Regions from separate parts of the Muntiacus reevesi genome. Here region 2 is linked to region 1. A link is a contact called in public Hi-C data. All regions are on one chromosome and are shown on one strand. The core of a region is the stretch at or near the end of the contact, and the rest is flanking DNA. Distances in the headings are between cores, read along the strand shown.

Region 1 (6,963 bases), core at 2,378-4,877:
CAGATAGCTTTTCCCCAAAGTGTAGCGATTGGAGTGTTTTAAATTTTTAATTTTGAAGTAACTGCGGGTCCTTTGAAAACTTTTGAAACTTTCAAAATTAGTACCACAGTGATTCTAGGACTGGAGCAGGAAATGTTCAAGATGAATTCAGAGCATCTTGTGCTGGAACGTAAGGACCTGCTGAAACCAAAACCTCACTGATGGGGCAGGTGAAGGGGCATGGGAGCCAAGGGGGAATATCCCCCAGTGGCCACAGGTGAAAGCAATTTGAGCAACAATAAATAGCATAATACTGGTTTACCAAGGGGTAAAATAAATGAGTCTGTGCTGATGGCAATGACATATGGTGGGAAGAGACATACCTGCACAGACTTCCAGATAATTTCTGTAGATACTCTGCCTCCAAGTGGGGGAAACACCACCACCACCACTACCACCATTCCTCTGATACGGGCTGCAAAGACACTTCCAAAGCACAGTGTGAAAAGTGGGGGAAGGTAGCTTTCCAGTGGAGAAAGTGAAGCTATGTCAGCCAGGTGATCAAGGTCAACATCACAGTAGTGGATCATGTGGGCAGTGTGCGCCTTTGATAGGCGATTAGAATGTTACTTTACCCCTGGGCTCTTTCTCCCTAAAACGCATACTCTCGATCTAATCGAAGATAGCCACCAGAAAAATTCCAACTGAGGAATGTTCTGCAAAAGACCTAACCACAGGTTCTTAGAATTGTCAAGGTTCCAAAAAAGGAAGCCTAAGAAGCCGTCAACCAAAGGAAGCCAATGAGGTCCTAGGACAGCGAAGACACTAGGTAAAAATTCAGGAAGCCTGAAGAGTGCATGGGTTTGATAATACTGTGTCCATACTGGCTTACTAAATTGTGACAAAGAGGCCAAACTAAAGTATTCATAGGGGAAAGTGAGTATGGGGTATATGGGAACTCTGTCCTCTTTACAACTTTCCATGAATCTCCAAAATTTTATTTTTAAAAAATACAAAGAATTTTCACCTGCCCTTCCCGGAGGTTCCCCGTGACATCCTGCGTTGACTTCGCCCCCTATATATTTATATGTCTGTCCCCATACCAGCACATTCTCTTAACCACAGTCTAGTTACCAAAGTTCAGAAGTTAACATTGAGACAACGATTTTCTCTTGGACCTTAATCAGATTTTCATTAATGATCACATTAGGGTCCCTGAATACAAAAGAAAATAAGTCCTGGCCAACGACTCAGTCCAGACTTAACGTGTTGCATTTCCACTGTCTGGTTTGAAGCTCACAGGACAGTTACTTGGCAGTGTGGCTGTGCTTACTCGCTTCAGTCGTGGCTGACTCCATGGCCCCCTGGACTGTGGACCACCAGACTCCTGTCCATGGGATCCCAGCAAGAATACTGGAGAGGGTGGCCATGCCCTCCTCCAGGGGATCTTCCTGGCCCAGGGATCGAACCTGTCTCCTGCCTTACAGGCAAATCCTTTACCCACTGAGCCACCTGGGAAGCCTAGTTGTTTTGAAGAATGCTTCTTGATCAGGGTTTGTGGTCTGATGTTTCTTTGTGGTTATATGTAAGCTATTTGTGAAAGAACTTCCTTGAAATGAGGTGCCCTTCTTGGTATATCCTATCAGGAAGTATATAGGCAATCTGTTCTGTTTCTGGTGATGACAAATTCCTCAGTTAAGGTGTCTGTCAGATATCATCTCTGTAAAGTTACTACTTTCCCCTTGTAGTAATTTTGTTACAGCATATGTCATTTTATTGTGCTTCACAGAGACTGCATTTTTTTGTTGTTACAAACTGAAGGTTTGTGGCAACCCTGTTTTCAGATGATGATTAGCATTTTTTTTCAATAAAGTATTTTAAAATTAAGGTATGCACATTTTTTTCTTTAGACATAATACTGTTGCACACAATAGACTAGTGTACACAACTTTTACATACACTGGGAAACAAGACAAAATGTGTATGACTCACTTTGTTGCAATATTTGCTTTACTGAGGTGGTCTGGAACCAAACCCGCACTATGTCTGAGGTCTGCCTCCCACTGCGTAGAGGTCCTCTGAGCATATACATATCCCGGTTCTCATTGGGTTCAGGCAACAGGAACGGCAAGTGCAAAGGTCCTGAGGCAGGCAGGTGTCTGATGTGTTTGGGGAACATAAAGACAGAGTGTCTCAAGGAGTGAAAGCATAGGAAGAGTAGAAGGAAATGAGGTTAAACAGGTAACAATGGACCAAAAGGACCTTGGGCCCAAGGTAAGATGTTTGAGTTTTAAGTATGACTGGAAGCCACTGGTCCAGCATCTCACACTCTTTGTTCACTTTTCCCACCTCGCTGACCTCTCCCTGCCTGAAAATAGCAAGCTCTCCTGCCTCAGGGTCTTTGCTCATGCTTCCCCCACCCACCCACCCACCCCCACACACACACACACCTGGAACATTCTATCCTCTATCTGCATTTCTGGCTCCTCTTACAGGTTTCAGTTTCAACATAACCTCCTCAGAGAGGCCCTTCCTGTGTGTTCACTCATTCATTCAACAAATATTAATGTACTGACACTGGCAAGTCGCCTTGAGGCACTGAGAATGCAGCAATAAAAACAAAACCTAGACAGGCCCTGCCCTCATGGGGTTCACAGTCTAGTCAGGAGGGAGACAGCAAGTAAGGCAGTAAATGCTAAGGCAAGAGTATGTGCATAGAATGGGAACAGGAGATGCTCAGGATGTCGCTTTTCATGCAGAAGGAGGTATCTGAGGAAACACTTTGCAGGAGGTGAAGGATCTCTGAGGGAGGAGGTTCCAGACAGAGGGAACAGCCAGTGCAAAGGCCCTGAGGTAGAATTGTGTGTGGTGTGGGTGAGGCTGAGCCAGGAAGCCAGTGTGATGGGAGAGGAGTGAGTGAGGGGGATAGGAGATGGGCTCGAAGGTATGTTTGGGGGTGGGAGATGATATAGGGCCTCTTGGACTTTCAACTTGAGGGCTATGGGAGCCCGCAATGTTTTGAACAGAGGCAGAGGATGATGTGATGTATTAGGGGTCACAGCATCGTTTCTAGCTGCACAATGGGTGGCGATTGTGGACGGTGGCTACAGGAAAAGCAGTGAAGAGGCCCCTGCACTAACCCAGACTGATCGTCGGTGACTCGTGAGGATCAGCTCCACTGGAAGCTGTGGGTTTGGTAAAGGCAACGACCATGGGCTCATCCCTGAATACCCACCACAGGGGACAGAGGCCTTCTATCAGTGTTTGTTACGATTTTATAGCTCCCGTGCCTTGAGCTTTTAAGGTTTTAATCCCTGTGCTGTACATTTAACAATCTTACAAATTCCTCAGGACCACTGTGTCGGGTAAGTTTTGAAATCCCTACTCTATCGCTGAGGAGAGTGAGGCTCACAGGGCCGGCTTTTGATCACATAGTAAGTAGCAGAAAGAGGGTTTGAACCATCTGCCCGACCTAGAGAGTTTGGATGGGGCAAAGCCAGCCTGTGTAGCATTTCGTCTTTGCCTCTGCACCTGCCCAGGCGAAGCGTGCTCAGCACGCATGCGCCCATGCGCATTTAAAGCACCTGTCGCGGGTCCTCCACTCCAGCAGGAAGAGGCAGGCGCTCGGCTTGACGCCAGCTCAAAGGATGCTGGTGAGATACAGGAGCCAGGTTCCCACCTCTCTGCTTGGGCCTCTCCAGGCTCTTGACCCCAGCCCCTCTCCCTTGCAGAGTCCAAACGCGTCCCTTGACCCAGAACCTCGGAGCACCTCAATCCCTGACGGCGTCCCGGGGGGCAGGAGCATCTCCCCAAGACGCCCGGAGAGGTCCCTGGGGCCTTGCGCGCCACCGGGGCTGGAGGAGGCTCTGAGCGCGCTGGGGCTGGAGGGAGAACGTGAGTACGCCAGGGACATCTTCGCCGAAGTCATGGTGAGTGGGGGTGGGGTGGGGTGGGGAGAACACTCGTGGACCAGCGGGCTTTGGGCAACTCTAACGCCGCCCACATCTGTGGAGGGTAGCAGAGGCGACGTTCGGGTTGGAGGAAGCCAAAGCTGACTCTCTCTCGCAGCACCCACTCAACAAGTCTTCCCTAACTCCCACCTCACCAGCCTCTCACGTCACTTCCCGCTGACTTTGCAGCCTTTGTAGCGCTGCCACCCACAACTTCTTGGCCTTTTTCTCTTGCACTGTACCTGTGTGGAATGCCCTTTCCCAGCCTCCCTAGCTGTTTGCAGCCCCTCCTTTGGTACTGCGTAGACCCTCACATTAACCCACTTATCAATGATTCAGTGAGTTATTAACAAATGTTTCTGAGCGTGTTCTAGGCACTGGGGATGCTGTGATGGACAACACAAGACAGTCTGCCTCAATGAGCGGAGACAAACAAGCAAATGTAGGCGATAATTTCAGAAGGGCCACAAAAACCAAAACGTAGGCTATGGTTGTCCCCAGATACTGTCTGAGACAGGCATTGCCAGAAGAAATACTGAAGGGATGCGGTTTATTTAACATCTTGTGAGCATCTCTCCCACCCCAGGGTCTCTGTTAGGAACCAAAAAATAGCTGTGATCTGGACAGAAATCCCTGCCCTGCTGCCAGTCTAGTGGGGGCAAAAAGACAAAACTTTGAAGTAAACACTAGATATCTCCAGGCTGAAAATACCATGAGTAAAATAAAGCGATGAGATAGAGAAGATAGGGTGCACGGAAAAGTATATAAAAAGTTGGGGAAATTTTAGCTGAGACTGGAAGGACTGAGAAGTCAGAAATGCAAGGAGTGGGGAATGACCATTTCAACTGGCACATAAGTGCAAAGGTCCTGAGGTAGGAATGAGGCTGGCAGAGTCCAGGACCAAAAGAAGTAGCTTAAGTGTGGGTTTTGGGGGGAGAGAGGGGATAGGTGATGCTGGAGCAGGGCCGGAGTCAGGGCAATTAGGATTTTCTCTTAAGGGTACTGAAAGCCACAGAAGGGTTTTAAGCTGGAGAGTTCCTTGGTCAGATTTATACTTTAGAAAGACCCTCTGGGTGCTCTGAGGATGGGTTGAGGGTTGGTGATTAAGACTGGAGTCTGGGAACCCAGCAGAAGATGCCCAGTAATGAAGTCCTGTGGCCTTGGGGGCTAGACTGGAGAGCTGGAAAATGAGGTGTCCAGAACAAAGTCCAGGGTTCTAGATGGGGACACGCAAGAGGAGTGTATCCGCAGGAGACGTTGGAGGCCAGTTTGTATGTGGCACTCGTGACGGACAAGGAGACTGGAGCACCCAGGGCTGGAGCCCGGGAGGGAAACCAAGGCACAGGTGTGGAGACTGATGCCGCCCTTGCCCGACCGCAGGTGTGCCGTGCGCTGCCCCCGAGGGCCCTGCCCCGCACCGTGACCCCGGAAATGCGCGCGCTAGTGGTGGATTGGCTGGTTCAGGTGCACGTACGTAACCGGGAGGGGGCAGGGAGGGGCCTGCGTAGCGGTCTAGAACCTTGGTGCTCACTAACCCCCCGCTCCCCAGGAGTACCTGGGTCTGGCGAGGGACACGCTCTACCTGGCCGTGCACCTGCTTGATTCCTACTTGCGCGCGGGCCGAGTGCGCCTACACCGCCTGCAGCTGCTGGGCATGGCCTGTCTGTTCGTGGCATGCAAAGTGGAAGAGTGCGTGCTTCCCGAGGTACTTCCGGGGCGGGGCTTGGGAGGGTGAAGCCCTTCCTCCCCGCCTCACAGATTAAACGCCTAGTGTGTGCCAAGCAAGCACTTTACCTAGTCTTAGAATCCCAGCATGTCTCTATGTGGTAGAGGCTACCAATGTGTCCTTTTAACAGAGGAAGAGACTGAGGCCCAGACAGAGGAAGATATTCGCCAGAAGACAAGCATTTGGGACTTGGACTCAGTCTTACAGTAGCTATAGTCCTTCTTGAGTGTATTTAACATGCATAAACTCAGTGACTTATCAGAACTGCCTGGTGAAACAGGAAGTCATATCTCCGGTTTTATGTGAAGACACTGAATCTCAGAGAGCTTCAGTGGATGTCCATGTCAGACCGTGAGCAAACGTTAGGATTTGAAGTCAGGAACCCAAGTCTATCTGGCTGTGAAGCCTCTGCTTTCCATGACTTCCAGACAGCAAATCAATGGCCCCATTTTACAGACCAGAAACAGAGGCCCAGAACGGGGATTGAAAGATCCCAGGCGCTCAAGTGCAGGGCTTAACGAGCGAGGGTCCAAGATTTCCCCACCTCTTTCCCCCCCCCAATTCCCAGCCCTCCTCCCTCTGTCTCCTGGGCGCTGGCTCCTTCTCGCGGGCCGAGCTTCTGCGCGCGGAGCGCCGCATCTTGAGCCGCTTGGATTTCCGGCTGCACCATCCGGGCCCGCTACTTTGCCTCGGGTTGCTTGCTGCGCTGGCCCGGAGCGGCCCCCAGGTGCAAGGGGCAGGAACGCGGCGCGGCCTCGTGGGTAGGGGCGTGGCGTGGCCTCGCGGGTAGGGGCGTGGCTTGTGCGGGCGGGCGGGGCCTCGCGTGTAGGGGCGTGGCTTGCGCGGGCGGGCAAGGTCTCGCGGGTAGGGGCGTGGCCTGTGCGGGCGTGGCGTGGCCTCGCGAGTAGGGGCGTGCGCTGACACGCTCCCCGCGGAAACTGCAGGTGTTGCTTCTCGCCACTTACTTCTTGGAGCTGTCTCTGCTAGAGGCCGAAGCCGCAGGGTGGGAGCCGGGTCGCCGTGCAGCTGCGGCGCTGGGCCTGGCTCACCGGTTGCTCGACGGAGCGGGTTCTGGGCCTGAGCCGGCGCTTTACAGGTATGGCCGCTGTGGAGGGTCTCTGTGGCTGCAGGGCCTACCTTCTTTGTCGCCGTCTTTACCGTCTCAGAGAATATGAGACAATTATGTGGGGGCGGGGCTAGACTTGTTTCCTGAGTGCGAGAGAGAATGGGGTGACTGCCTAGTCTAGGTGGTCCCATTTGCTTTTCTCTGGAGGTGTCTCGGAGAATGGGGTGTTTTTACAGATTTGG
Region 2 (7,155 bases), core at 3,453-5,952, 270 kb before region 1:
CACTTTGACTCAAAGGCAGGAAAGTCAGCCCCGGTCACCTCACATGGGACACCACAGGTCCCTGAGAACCTTCATTGCTTGCAGAATCAGAACTCTCAGGATCCAACCCCAAAAGTCAGGAATTTGAGGTTCTCTTCCTTAAATAAGCCGGGGATCCCCCAGCACTCTGGCACAAGGAATCTGGGATCCCTCTTCCTGGGGACTGTCTCCCTCATTCCCAGGGATCCTCCTCCTCCCCCCGGGAACCCCTCCCTCGGGACCACCACCCCGCACTCACAGGCGCGGAAGCCGGGTCCCCCCGGGGCCGCCCCGCCGGGCGCGCCGCTGTCCACGCTGGTGGTGTTGCGGGGCGCGCAGGTCGGGGTGCAGCGGGGGCCGGTGGGCCCATGGACGCAGCTCAGGCCGCACACGGCCGGGGTGAAGCGCACGCGGAGGCGCTCTCGGGGTCGACCTAGCCCGGGCTGCGGCCGGAGCAGCGCCAGCAGCACCAATAGCGACACCCAGAGCAGCCGCGCGCCGCCCGCCATGGCTGCAGCGCCGCGCTCCGCCGCGCCGCCGCCCCAGCCCGCCCGAGGGGCCCGGCCGCGCCCGCCCGCCCGCGGGGGAGGGCGGCCGCGCCCCCGCTCAGGCCCCCCCTCCCCACCACTCCCTCCCCGGCGGCCGCGCGGGGGCGCGTGGGGCTGGGCGCGCAGCCAGAGGCGCGCAGGCTGGGCGCTAGACTCGGAGCGGGGAGGGGGGCGCCCCCTCTGCTCCCGCCCCGCACCAACAAGTGAATGGGGCCCGCAGGGGAGCGGCGGGGAAGGCAACAGGTGGGGGCGGGCCGGTCCCCCCACACCCCACCCCAGACCAGGCTGTCCTTAAGGAGGAAAGAGGAGTGGGGGCCGCATTTGGGGAGAAGACTAAAGGCTGCCTCCGCCTCAGTCACAGAGACAGGGGCTTCATCTGGATAGGCGATTGTCATGGCACATCTGGGCAGCCAGGTGGCACATCTTGGGGGGGAGGAGAAGGGTCGGTGCACCTGGGCACACGAAGGGACTGGGGGTCTGCCCGGTGGGCAGGACGCTGGAGGGGCCCACTTGAGGATGCAGTCACGTCTGACCGGGACCCTCACTCCTGGGAGGAGAAGTCAGAATGGATTAGGGGAAACGGTGGAGGGAGATGGTGGGCGGGGGTCCTCACATCTGGCGGAAGGCCCACATCTGGAAGACTTTAGGGAGGAGGGGACACATCTGGGCTGAAGGCCACAGCAGGAGGGAGACTTTTGAGGGTAGCGGAGACTAGGGGGTGTGCTAGCCCAGGGGCTGAAAGCTGGAGCAGGAGGAGGGCGGGAGGAGGGTCGGAAGAGCAGTGGGAGGCCTTTGGCCCCTAGCCGCCCCGCAATTGGGGGCATTCGGTGACCTGGCAGGCGCCAACCCGCACAATCGCTTTTGTTGTCTGGGCTAGTTCGGGCGCTCTCGGCCGGGACAGCGCCCCCCTCTTCGGTCGCGGGGAGCCCGGACGCTTGGCTTCCTGGCCCCACCCCCGCGGGTCAGCGCCTCTGGCCCGCGCCTGGTCCTGTCCCGGACTCACCTCTCGCAGCCGGACGCCGGGGTCCCTAGAGGAGGCTGAGTCCTGGGGAGGGGTGCTGAGCTACAGTGGGGGGCGGCTAGGCGGCGGCTGCACCGTGGGAACCAGACGGCTTTATCTGGCCCGGAACCCCCCCATCCCCCCTCACCGCCCCCCCCAACCCGGCGGAGGAAGGGCGGATGTTCTTACCCCGGGACTGGCCGGCAGGGGCGCGCTCTGGGGGCCTCCTTCTCAGCAATGCCCGGGCCCCCGGCCCGCGGGGCCGCCGTCGCCTCAGCAGGGCTCGGGCCTCCTGCAGCCTGGGTGGGAGGGGGCAGAGAAGGAGTTGTCACCACGGTTAGGCTGACCCCCTCCCCCCAGCTCCCGCAGCTGGAAGGGACCTCCTACATCAGGAGGTCTTCCAGTAGAGGCTCTGCATCCCCCTTCCATCTCTTTCTGGGGATCAGGCCTGGAACATTCTTTAGAGGCTAGGAAGAACAAAGTCAGTGGGATAAACCGGGATGAGGGAGGGAGAGAGAGAGAAGACAGAGGAAAGAGGCAGGTAACTATGAGAGAAAGAGACAGAGGCAAAGAACCAATAGAGAGAGACAGATGCAAGGGACCAATAAGGACACGGAGACAGAGACAGAGAGAGAGAAACGGAAGGCCTAGAGACAGCAATAGGCAAGAAAAGGAGAAATAGAAAACAGAGACATAAGTTGGTAGAAAGAGAGAGCAAGGAAAAGGAGACCCAGGGAGCAGAGGGATATGTGCTGGAAATGGCGGGGTTGGGAGCATCTAGCAGGAGAGGGTCACACACTCACGTCAGTGGCTGCCAGTTAAGGGACACCTGTCTCTTCCTCACGCTGGGGCTGGGGCTCGGCAGCTCTGGGGGCCCTGGAGCCAGGCACCGCTGAGGGCCTGCACACTTTTCGGGCCGGCAGCTCCGGATCCTGCAGGAGGCTTCAGAGACAGCCAGGGACTAAGTGGAAAAGGAGGCAACCGAGTTCTTCTTTCATCCAGCTCTCCAGCTGGGGTGAGGGATGAGGAAGGGACCCCCCCACCCCCAGCTCCTCTGCTTCTACCATCTTTCCCCTCCAACCTATACTCCGCCTACAAGAACCCACCTCTAAAGCAGCGGCTCCTCCTGGGCGATCGGCTTGGGCAGCAGCGACAAGCAAGAACACTATAAATAGAGGGATGGAAGTCACTAAGCCCCTAGCACTATAGACCTCCCCAAAGGACAGCGGTGAGGGATAGGGGAGGGGAAGCCAAGATAAGGCTGGAGGGTGCTTGGGGTTGTTATGTGACCAATTTGAGGCACGTCGCTCGATGCCTCAGTTTCCCCATCTGTACAATGGGAGGCAAATTGGTTTGGGTAAAGGTCACAGCAACCTCACGTTTGTTTTTCTTCTGAAGTGTTTGTGGGTAAGGAATTATTGGAAAAGACATTTTAATGTCTTTTTTAAAAATGATTTTTTTTTTTAAAGAGAGAGAGACTCAGAGAAGGTTTCTAAGCGCACTTCCAAGCCGGCTCTGGGAATCTAGAACCCCGCCCTCCCCGCACGTCCCTGTCCTGGACTCAGCCGTCATCCCGCAGTTTGCCGGCAGATGGCGCCACGTCCACAGGCCTCAACGGCTGGGGAGGGAAGTCCTCTTTTGACTGTGGGTCCAGCGGGGTGCAGAGGTGGACAGGGATACAGGAGCCACAGCCCAGCACTGAGAATCCCGAGGCCTGAGTTCTAGCCCGTTCCTGCCCTTCCACGCTGTGTGTCCTGGAGCCAGAGTCTCCTGGTCCCTGGGCCTCAGTTTCCCGCCTGACCACGAGGAAGGAGTCGTTCTTCGGAGGAATCTCCGCGCCGGGAGGGTCTCCGATTCTGGCCGGCGGAGCCCTCAGCTTGGGCGCAAGTGTGTCGCAACCCAGGGGCCCCCCAGACAAATCCATTATTCCCAGGCTAAGGGGGACGAGGGCCGTGGGCGCGTGCGCAGGGCAGGAGAGAGGAGCAGCGGGGGATGCTGCGAAGGGGACGTCGGCCGTATGGACTCTTTTTAGACGGGTGGGGCCCGGTAGAGAAGGGGGCGGCCAGGGTGGGAGCCTCCCTGACCCCCGATCCTGCCGTCATTCCCTCCCGCCTTTTCTCCGGGTTAACCCCTTCCCAGCCCCGCCCCCGGCGCGGCTCGGGTTACTAAACGTATTCGCAGAGACCGAGGCGGGAGCGGAGCCCGGGGCCTTTGTAACGGAGCGCTGGGCCGCAGGGCGGGGGGTGGGGGTACTGGGCAGACTGTTTCCTCCGATCTCGTCACCCGTAGACAGGAAGAGTGGCTATAACTCCCAAATCTATACGAAATTCTGGATCTCTTGCCGCGAAATCACTGGTACCTCATTCAAGCCCGGAATCCTCTAATTCTAGGCAACTAAAGCATCCTTAACCCTCATGAAATCTGAGCACCCCCTCACCACACCTCCGCACAATTTCCCACAAGCCCCTCCGCCATCAACACCAAACTCCAAGTCTTATAGGAAAAGGTCTCTATTAATTAATTCAAGCATTCCCAAACCCCAGAAAACCAGGACGTCTCAACTCCTGCTTAAAGCGCCAAGATAACCTCCCATACTCTTTCTCCTTAAGCATCCCAGAAACCTGGGGACCCCATCCCAGCTCGGCCCCACCCATCTATCATCCTAGGAGAACCCAAAGCCCCATCCCCATACAAACTGGGACCCTGCTCCAAATAAACTCTAGAATTTCCTGGAGCCACATCCGTCTCTACCGCACCGGAGGGGAGTCCCACCGCTTAGAACCCCAATACACCTCGGATTCTAACCCCTACAAAATAGAGGGCCCTAATAAATCCAAGAGCCCTGGTTCTTCATCCCTATCACGAAGCAGTGGGTACATGTTCCCCTAAATCCGAAAGTCCTGGTCTTCCTGGACCGCCAGACTTATTGGGTGGAGGGGGCACAAGGACGAAGGGGCCGCAGCGGGGCTTACCCGGCCGGACGGCCCGGGATCGCCGCGACCTCGACGGCCTGGCTGGGGCTGGGGCCGGCGGCGGAGGCGGCGGTGGCGGCGGCTGCAAGGAGCGGCAGCAGCAGCACCAGCAGGAGGGGGCGGCGGCCGCTGGGGCCAGGCAGCCGCATCGTGTCCGGCGTGGAGTCGGGCTCCAGGCGGCCCGTCTGTCCAGCGGGTCCGGCTCGGCGCTGCCCCGCCTCCCGCCCCCGCCGGAGGTCGACTCATTTTCTCCACAATCCCCCTGTCGCGGGCTGCGAACTTCCCGCCAATCAGAGCCCGGTGCCGCTAGGGGGCGCTGCCTACACGGCCAATCAGGAGACGCCAGGGGTGGGGCTACGTGGACAGGTGCCGGGCGGGGGGCGCTGGGGCCCGAAGTTTTCAATGCCGAGGTGGGTAGTGGCTCAGTGAATCCTGCCTTAAAGGAGAGGCCACAAGTGTGGAGCTGCTGGGGCTCCTCTTAGTCGATGCGTAGGTGGCAGGCGTGAAAGCTTGCTAAGTCGCTTCAGTCGTGTCCGACTCTGTGAGACTTTATGGGCTGTAGCCCGCCAGTCTCCTCTGTCCATGGGATTCTCCAGGCAACAATACTGAAGTGGGTTGCCATGCCCTCCTCCAAGGGATCTTCCCCACCCAGGGATAGAACCTGCGTCTCCTGCATTTCCTGGTTTGCAGGCAGATTCTTTACCGTTGAGACACCTGGGAAGCCGGGTTCCCTTAAACTAGACTCCCTCTGGAAGACCTTATCTCTCGGCTCACAGTCCTGGGAGAAATCCATCAGAATTTGCTCCCCGACGAGGGTAGATTCCGGAAGACCCCACGGGTGCCCACTTCTTACGCGAGAGACTCAGGATTCTGGGGGCTAATTCTAATGCTGCACTGAGCTCCAGGTCCCGCCCCCCGGACAGTACCCCGACTCTACATCCTCCCACAGGATTGGTCCTTTCTCAAGGCCCTGTATTTCAGGGGTTCCAGACTTGACAAACAATAGCTTGTTCCTAGGAAGGTTGTAGCTTCTGCCCCTAATTCTCTGCTCCCCTATTTGCACCCCTCTCCACTCCCCCCCAGAGGGTACCACACCTGCTTCCCTGATTGAATTTTTAAAAGCTGAGAGCACGCTCCCAGAATTGCAGACTTTTTCTCCTTAAAGGATTCTAGTCCCAGGCCTTCTCTGGTGGCTCAGTGGTAAAGAATTCGCCTGCCAAAGCAGGAGACATGGATTTTATCCCCGATCCAGGAAAATCCCACATGCCTCGGAGCAACGAAGCCTGTGCACAACTATTGAGCCTGTGCTCTAGAGTTTGGGAGCTGCAGCTATTGAGTTCACATCCTGCAACTACTGAAGTTCGCATGCTATAGACCCTGTGCCTCACTAGAGAAAAGCCCATGCAGCAATGGAGACCCAGCACAGTCAAAACTAAATATAATTGAAAGGAAAAAAAAAAAAAAAAGAATTCCAGTCCCCTCCCTTTCTAGGGACCTCTACCACTGGGAGCACCAAGTCACAAGGGGCCTTAGTCCCCACCTGCTCCCACTTTAGTGGGTTTAGGGCTCCAAGCCTTGCTCACAACCCTGCAACACAGAGGGTGTCAAGTCCAGCCCAGTCCTTTCATTATAAATTCAAGGCTCCACTTTTCTTGGAATTAAAAACCCCGTCTCTCTTCTTCCAAAGGCATCAGCGCTTTAGAGCCTGAACCCCAGTTCCCCATCCCTTCTCCTTTGAGTTTCAGATCAAATCCTTTCCCACAAGAATTAGGCTGAGGCTCCACACTTAGGGTGCCAAACCCTACCCTCTTCTTGTTCCCCCTCCAGGGGTTCCAAACCCTAAGGTTTCCAGTTCTGTAAGCTTTGCCCCACCCTGAGTAGATCCCAGGCTCCACCCACACAGGGTACCAGGCCTGAGCAAAGGGCTGACCTCAGACTAAGAACAGCAATCAATTCAGCTTTGACCTCATCCCCAACTCCTTCTTCCAAGGGGTGTGCGAGGGGGACAGAGGGTCTCTTCACCCTCCCTCCTTACCTTGAGGCATACGGGCTGACTCACACAGCCACACGCACACAATCACCGCCACCCACAGTCTCCACCCAACACTGCCACCCAGAAGTCTGGACGCACACACACTGTCCAGGACACACAGCCTCTTGTAGCAGTAATGATGGCACTCAGGCCCCACTCAGGGACATCCGTGGGCTGCCCCTGCTCAATGATGGAGTGCCCGGCTCTGCCCACTGAATGTGCTGTGTCCCTGTCTTCGTGTGGCTCCCACGATCCCTGCTAACATGGCCCTGCAGGACGATGTGGCCCTGCTCCCGTTGCCCCCCTCCCCATCTCCTACCCTGTAGCTGGAGCATTTGCTGGGGGCGCTGCCGAAATTTCTCCCTTCTGCTTGGGATTCAGGGCATCTTCAATGCTCGTTGCTAGGCAACAGCCTCTGGCTCACCACTGCAACTTCCGGGGATGGCTTTGGCTTCCCCTCCCCCCAGAATTTGGAGTTCCCAGCTCCCAGTCCCTCCCTATCACTGCTACTATCCCCCAGGGTTGTTTCTATGTCGCTCCTGGATCCTGATCTGATCTCAATCCTTCAGAATCTCTCAGAGTTCT

Evidence for each region. Hi-C and Micro-C count contacts between places; a contact is called where the count stands out from the background.
Region 2: a Hi-C map of blood shows a contact between it and region 1, with 2.3 times the contacts expected there. The contact joins the promoter of LTBP4 here to the promoter of CCNP in region 1. A contact is called at or near these places in 2 of 3 Hi-C or Micro-C datasets (blood and muscle).

Annotation. Positions count from the first base shown.
Region 1 is chr2:261,479,562-261,486,524 of mMunRee1.1, reverse strand. It overlaps CCNP (cyclin P), which reads left to right and starts at 3,627. Exons shown (of 6, transcript XM_065919364.1): 1 at 3,627-3,908; 2 at 5,310-5,399; 3 at 5,479-5,634; 4 at 6,224-6,382; 5 at 6,600-6,751. The coding sequence starts at 3,627.
Region 2 is chr2:261,752,660-261,759,814 of mMunRee1.1, reverse strand. LTBP4 (latent transforming growth factor beta binding protein 4) reads right to left here and starts at 4,702. Exons shown (of 33, transcript XM_065926130.1): 1 at 4,539-4,702; 2 at 2,673-2,731; 3 at 2,370-2,508; 4 at 1,756-1,865. The coding sequence starts at 4,687.